Linked DNA regions of Mus musculus: region 2 is linked to region 1. Evidence: chromatin contacts called from public HiChIP or PLAC-seq data. All regions are on one chromosome and are shown on one strand. The core of a region is the stretch at or near the end of the contact, and the rest is flanking DNA. Distances in the headings are between cores, read along the strand shown.

Region 1 (3,003 bases), core at 88-2,587:
ACATGCGTGTGCCGCATACACACACACACACACACACACACACACACACACACACACACTCACACTACCTGTATACAAAGCCTATGGAGACAAAAAGAGGGTGCCACAGCGCCTGGAACTGGAGCTATGAGAAATTGTTAACCATCATGTGGTGCTTAGAAACCGAACCCAGGTCCTCTGCAGAATCAGCAAGGGTTCTTAGCTGATGAGTCATCTCCCCAGCCTCCCACCACGATGGCTGAGCACCCACATATGAAAGGGAGTATTCATGATTTGTCTGCATCTGTTTCATTTAACATAGTATTCCCTAGGTGTATCTGTTTGGTGCCATGATAGAATATTAATCTTCATGGCTGAATAACATTTCATTAATATAACCTAACACTCCAGAATGTATATATATATATATCTCACATTTAATTATGCATTCACCTATGGGTAGGTACCTAGGTGGATTGCATGCTTAGCTGTTGTTAACAAGAACAGGCAAGTGTGTCTTTTACACGCTGCTATTTTTTTTGGGGATATATACCTGGAAACATGACATGCCTGGGTCCTACGGCAGATCTGGTTTTAGTTTCTTGAGGAACCTCCATATGGCTCTCCAAAAAAAGCAGCCCTGATTTTTCATTCCAATGGTCTTGGCTTGGCATAGATGATTCCAGAGCTTTTAGTGTTTAATCACCAAGATAGCCGTGAGCTTCCCTTTTCTTAGGCAGTAGATAGTATGATATAATCCTTTATGGTTGTTTTAGCGCTTGACCAAGTCTTGAGAACTTTCTGTAGAATTATATTATTTTGTGGCAGAATTTCATAGCACAGATGTGCTGTGCTGTATCTATGCAGTTTAGCAGTCTCGGGTGGTGGACTGCTGGGTTGCTTTTGTGCTTTGTTCTTACAAACAGTGAATCAGTAAGACTCAATGTTTTTAAACAACATTGTTTCCATTTTTTCACATTTCATTAGCATAAACTTAGCCCCCGCCCCCCCCCCCCCCCCCTTCGCCTTCACACACACTGCTCAAACCCAGCTTGGAGGCTCCCACTCGGCATCTGTCTGACAGGGCACTGACACTCATGGGTGAATTAGGGAATAAACTCTTTCTTCCTGGGGGAGATGTGTGTCTGTCAAATCTCAGCTGCTCTCCTTCCCCATGCCCATCTTGCCTTCTCTTTCTCTGGGATGGCCGAGCCTCTTTCAGCCCCCACACTTCTACTCCCATGTAACAGTGTTTCTGAAACAATGAAGCTAAGAGAACTGGCCAGAGAGGGAAGGCTGGAGGGCCTGTGCTGTAAAGGTGGGGCCAGGCCCACAGGGCCGCTTCTGGTGCTACTGACTAGGTAGGCTCTGCCACACCCTGCTGGCTTCCACAGCCTTGGCCCTTGCAGGGTTCCAGGTCCCTCCTTGACTCACTGGAGTCTTGTTGATGCCACAGGGCACCTGTCAGACCACCGATTGGTGCCCATAGAACCTTGCTTAGCAGACACCTGGCCCTAGAGCTTTTATTTCGGTGTCTGTCTTCAGATGGGACAGACCAGGGTTTGGGCTTTCAAGATTGGGTCCCTTGAATAAAGTTACAGGGAAATGGAATTTGGGGAGGGGCTTTAATGTCCTATTTCCTTTACAGATTGAAATGGATGAATTTGTGGTTTTCTCCACAACCTGTGATGGAGCCTCAGACCTCATTAACCTCCATAAGTCTCTGCAACTTGCCCCTTCCCGCTGGGCTATGCTTTTACATCACTCGTGCAGATGGGAGGCTCTGTCTCTTTGACTCGTCACCACAGCCTCCCACTTGGGTCTTTGGACAGGTGGCCTCCAGCCCTTCTTCCTCAGGATATAGGACAACCTGGTACCTTGGAGAGACTAGTCCCTGTTCCTCAGGGGGTACATTTGATGGCCCCCAAGGGGGTATCAGGGAGGAAATAGCAGTCACTCCTAGGCAGCTCTGGGGGCAGCCGGAAGGGCTAGGGCTGGCAGAGGTGGAGCCGGCATTTCCTTCTGCATTTCCTGCCATTGTTCACCACCCCACTTCCTGGAATTCTCCCTGCTGTCTGGGAGGACTTTGCCAGCAAGCCAGGCTCAGGTGGTCCACCTTTACCCTGGGCCTCTGGCCACGGCTCCTAAGACCAGCTTCAGCCACACGGAGCTATGGAGCTAGACTGCTGTTTGTTGCTACCTGACTGCTGCTGGGCCTGGCCTTTTTGCTGCCAAGGCCAGAAGCCTCAACTGTAGATAGACACTGTCCACATCTGCAGGCTCGCTGGGGCAGGTTGCTTGGTCAGATCACTCTGGTCTGCTGCCAAGGATTCCCGTAAAGGACAGAGTGACTCTGATTTCTTATGTCACAGAGAATCTTGCTCTGAGGACACTCTGGTCACAATGCTGGGGACAAGCGCTATTCCCGTGATGGTCCTTAGGTTACACCTAACAAGAGCCCCTGTTTAGGAAGCCATAGCGCAAAGCTTCCTGTAGGTGCCAGGGAACAGAGAAACCCACAGTCTAGACGTCTGGACCTTTGTGGGACTTAAAAATCCTATAATAACCTCCCTTTATTCTTTCTTTAAAGAAATAAATGCTAAGCTATGTGTGGCAATGCACTCCTTTAATCCCGGAACTTGGGAGGGAGAAGCAGTAGGATCTCTGTGAGTTCGAGGCCAGCTTGGTCTACAGGGTTATGCAGTAAGACCCTGTCTCAAAAAAAAAAAAAAAAAAAAAAAAAAAAAAAGCCAAACCAAACAACCAACCAAACCCCAAAATAAAGAAATGTAAGAGGAGGGCTGAGGGATGGCTCAGTGATAAAAACGTGTCCTGTGTTAGTGTGAGGACCCAAGTTCAATTGAGCTTCTGTGATCCCAGTTTGCCTACAGGAACATGGGAGGGAGAGGCAAGAGATCCCACAGGAGTATGAAAGGCAGTTGGCATAGAGTATGGAACAGAAAAACAGTGAAGAGACCCTGCCTCAAATGAGGTAGGAGGTGAGAACCAACAACACAGCTGTCC
Region 2 (3,412 bases), core at 854-3,353, 980 kb after region 1:
AAGACTTTATTATTGTTGTTGTTATTATATCCTATTTTATTATATTTTGTAGGGAAGGTTGCAAGGGCAGAAGGCAGATAGGAAGGGTCAGGGCAATAAGTGGGATTGAGGTGCATGATGGGAAATTCACAAAGAATCAATAAAAAGTTAAAACTAAAAATAAACATAAAGTGTCTTTTTCAACTACTCTCTTATTATTGATCATAATCTCAAAATTAATTTAATTAGTCTGCTTTCATTATCCCTCAAAAGGGACTTGGGAAAGGAGGAGCTCCAGTGTTTGCTATGATGGAATCTCTTGTCTTTTTCTAAGAAATCTTACTTGTAAACTCAAAAAGTAGGCCTTTCTCTTGCTTCCTGTTCTATACTCATAATATACAAAAATTCTCTATCAACAGCACAAAATTATTAAAGACAATTTCATGGGCTATGGTTACCAAAGTCTATAATCCTAAAACCAAAGAGACAGAAGAAGCAGGAAGATCACAAATTCAAAACTACCAGGGCTACATAATGAGAGAGTCTGTCTCAAAAAGAAAAAAGAAAAAAAAAACACACATTTGAGGGATGGTAGTGAATTAAATTAAAAAAAAAATGTTTTTAACTTTCATGGTTTAGACCAGCACACATTTCCATTAAATATCAAATCAGCCTCCCCCCGCCCCTTTTTTTCTTCTTTGAGGACAACCCAAAGAATAATGATTTTAATGGCTTCTGTTTAGTACGGCCACCTATAGAAAAAGAGGAAATCACAGAGGCGATACAATCTAATTTCACAGCATGACAAGTTTCTCCAGATCTCTTCATCAGCTATTAGTCCAGCCTATGCTGCCACATCTAGTCAGCTCGCTCACTCACGGCAGTCAGTCCCAGAGCAAGACCAACTGCAAAGTTCTTAAAGCCAAAATTTGCTTTCTTAAAATTTTTATCATTTATCTTATTTTTACCCTCAAAAAAAAAAAAAATACAAAGACTAGGTCCTGGTCCCTCTCTTCCCTAGCAACCCTCAAAAATTATTCCAATACCCAACATATAAGTACACTTCAATGCAAGTTTCCATTCTCAGGGCAAGTTTCAGTAGGGTCTGTTCTTAAAACATAACAAACAGTCCATGAGGCCGTGTTCAATAGTACAAGCTACAAAGCCAGACTTCTTAGATTCAAGTCTTGACTCTACAACTTATTAGCTGGTGACCATGGCTAGTTTTTATATAATTCAAATTCCAGCTCAGGGAAATGCAGATTAAAAATAGCTACTACTTCATTCAGCAGCGTGCACACACAAAAAAAGGAACTACAAATGAAGCACTGTCAGCAGTATCAGGGGCACAATACATCCTATAATATAGCAAAGTCTGTCTCTGTTTCCAGGAGGTTGGGGTGGGGATAGCTTCTATGTAGCCCTGGCTGTCCTGGAACTTGCTCTGTAAACCAGGCTGGCCTCAAACTCAGAGATCTGCCTGCCTCTGCCTCCCCAGTTCTAGGATTAAAGGCATGCGCCACCACGGCCTGGCTTAATACTAGCACATTCTAAAGCAAACACAGTCAAACTAGGAATTTAACATCCCTCTCCAGTTCCTTGGCTTCTACTAAAAACAACCTAATGACATGCTTATTCACAGTCATACCCTGTGCATGGCACCTATGCTCACACCAAATCTTCTAATGTCTTTATCTATTGCTGCATGCATTCAACTATTATTTTGACCGTATGATTTACAAGCTTTTACAATCACGGTCAATTATTCTAGTCTCTTAAGACCTTTCAGGACAATAATCTTTGTCATTCGATCTTCTCAAAAGCAGATTTGCTATGGAGAAGGAAAGAAATCCAAGCAACTTCTAGGATCTAAGGAAGAGCCCTGGAAATAGGAACACATGAATGGAAAGTTTCTGATGTGTAGTCTTTAAAAAGAGATATGAAAAGGTTAATGTTAACCTTTAAGAAAGTTGAGGAAATAGACCTCACTTCCTCAGGCCAGTGTTCAGCCCCCAACTGTGTCTAACTTGGAAAGAACTTGTCATGAGCCAAGGCTTTTCATGTCCCTCCCTTTTGAAGGCACAATGGAAACAATTCCCCTAGAACAAAGGATTGCGTCAGTGAACTCTCTGCTCTTTCAAGTTGGAAGGACAGTTGATTCACACCATGTGTCAGAGAGAAACACCAGTTAGAACCAAGTGAGATAAATTTTGAGCCTACAGAGCTGTTTAATATTAAACTGTAATAAATCATCTTTACAGCAAATTATAAACAAAATATTTTGTTTACCCCCTCATATGGTCTTTCCCTTAGAAAGAAATTTTAAGACAATTCATAATTTTTGAGGTCACAGATGCTCCACCAAGAAATATTTTTCAAATGTCAACATCCAGACCCTTTGACTGTAAGACATTCCCAACACTGCCATAGTGCATGGCCTTCCTAGATGACCCCTTTTGTTCCAAGTTCAGGTTAGGCTAGTGGTCATGGTCCCAGTTTTAGAAGAGTTTTGTGATTAACTCTATACAGAGGCACTTCAGTATTCACCCTATTCAATAATTTGTCTTAATATCTGAATGAAGAAATTAAATATATGATCAACTATATAAATGATACAAAACTATGATTTTATTCCCAAAACTGTGAAAGACAATCATACCTGAGGAACAATTATCTGTATGAATTTAGGTCAAGAAAGGTCTTAAAAATAACCTAAATAAAACTGAACAGACTAAATTCTAACAAAACTCAAATAATAACATTGAAAAATAAAAATTTAGGAAATACTACTTCAATAACGCTATTTTTTTTCATGAAGCTTAACATGGTAAGAGAGATCTCTCTGAAAAAGCTTAGGTCACCAAAGCTGTGATTAGTTCAATACAGGAACTAATAGACTATAAAGGGTCAAGAATGTATTACTTCCCAAAGTTCACATTTAGGACCATCTAAAAGCTATGAAATGGCACTGTCTCATTCTAGGTCTTCAATGAATGGAGTAACTTGACTATTCAACTAATGACAGGTAATAGTTTTAAGTTGCACCAAAATGGAAAAAATAAACTTTTAAAAAGAGAAATATGATTATTAAATAATTAAATAAAATAATCAGTGGCCTCAGGAAAGTAAATAGAATTTTTTTCTCAAAAATTTAGCATATTAGAAATGCTACATAGTCTAGACAATTTCCAATGATATGTTTCATTTGAAATGTATTTACTAAAAACAAAATGAAGTTTAAAATGTTTCCCTTTGAGGAAGCCTATATTGTAATTAATGAAGGAATATACCAGAAACTACAATTAATACTAAATACAATCTTGTATGGAAATTAGTACTAAAATCTATGTATCCACTTAGGCATTACACCAATATGAATTAAAAACGAGCAGTACAAAGCATCTGTCAGAAATGTGTAGTGTTACTAAAAACA

The links. HiChIP or PLAC-seq counts read pairs in DNA pulled down with a chosen protein or histone mark.
Region 2: a contact with region 1 is called in an H3K27ac HiChIP or PLAC-seq map of embryonic stem cells, with 5 times the contacts expected there. The contact joins two enhancer-like sites. A contact is called at or near these places in 1 of 39 promoter capture datasets (cranial neural crest), 2 of 115 datasets of contacts at active chromatin or transcription factors (both in embryonic stem cells) and 1 of 9 other capture datasets (embryonic tail).

The regions. Positions count from the first base shown.
Region 1 is chr6:84,052,039-84,055,041 of GRCm38.p6, forward strand. The region is part of intron 3 of Dysf (dysferlin); the gene reads left to right. Among named protein-coding and RNA genes, the nearest start is that of Dysf, 34 kb to the left of the region's middle. Within about 2 kb of position 1,338, at least 27 of the 459 cell types and tissues checked have an H3K27ac peak or open chromatin away from gene starts, as enhancers often do. A contact at or near this core is called in embryonic stem cells, where this site is marked.
Region 2 is chr6:85,027,823-85,031,234 of GRCm38.p6, forward strand. The region is part of intron 1 of Exoc6b (exocyst complex component 6B); the gene reads right to left. Among named protein-coding and RNA genes, the nearest start is that of Exoc6b, 40 kb to the right of the region's middle. Within about 2 kb of position 2,104, at least 25 of the 459 cell types and tissues checked have an H3K27ac peak or open chromatin away from gene starts, as enhancers often do. A contact at or near this core is called in embryonic stem cells, where this site is marked.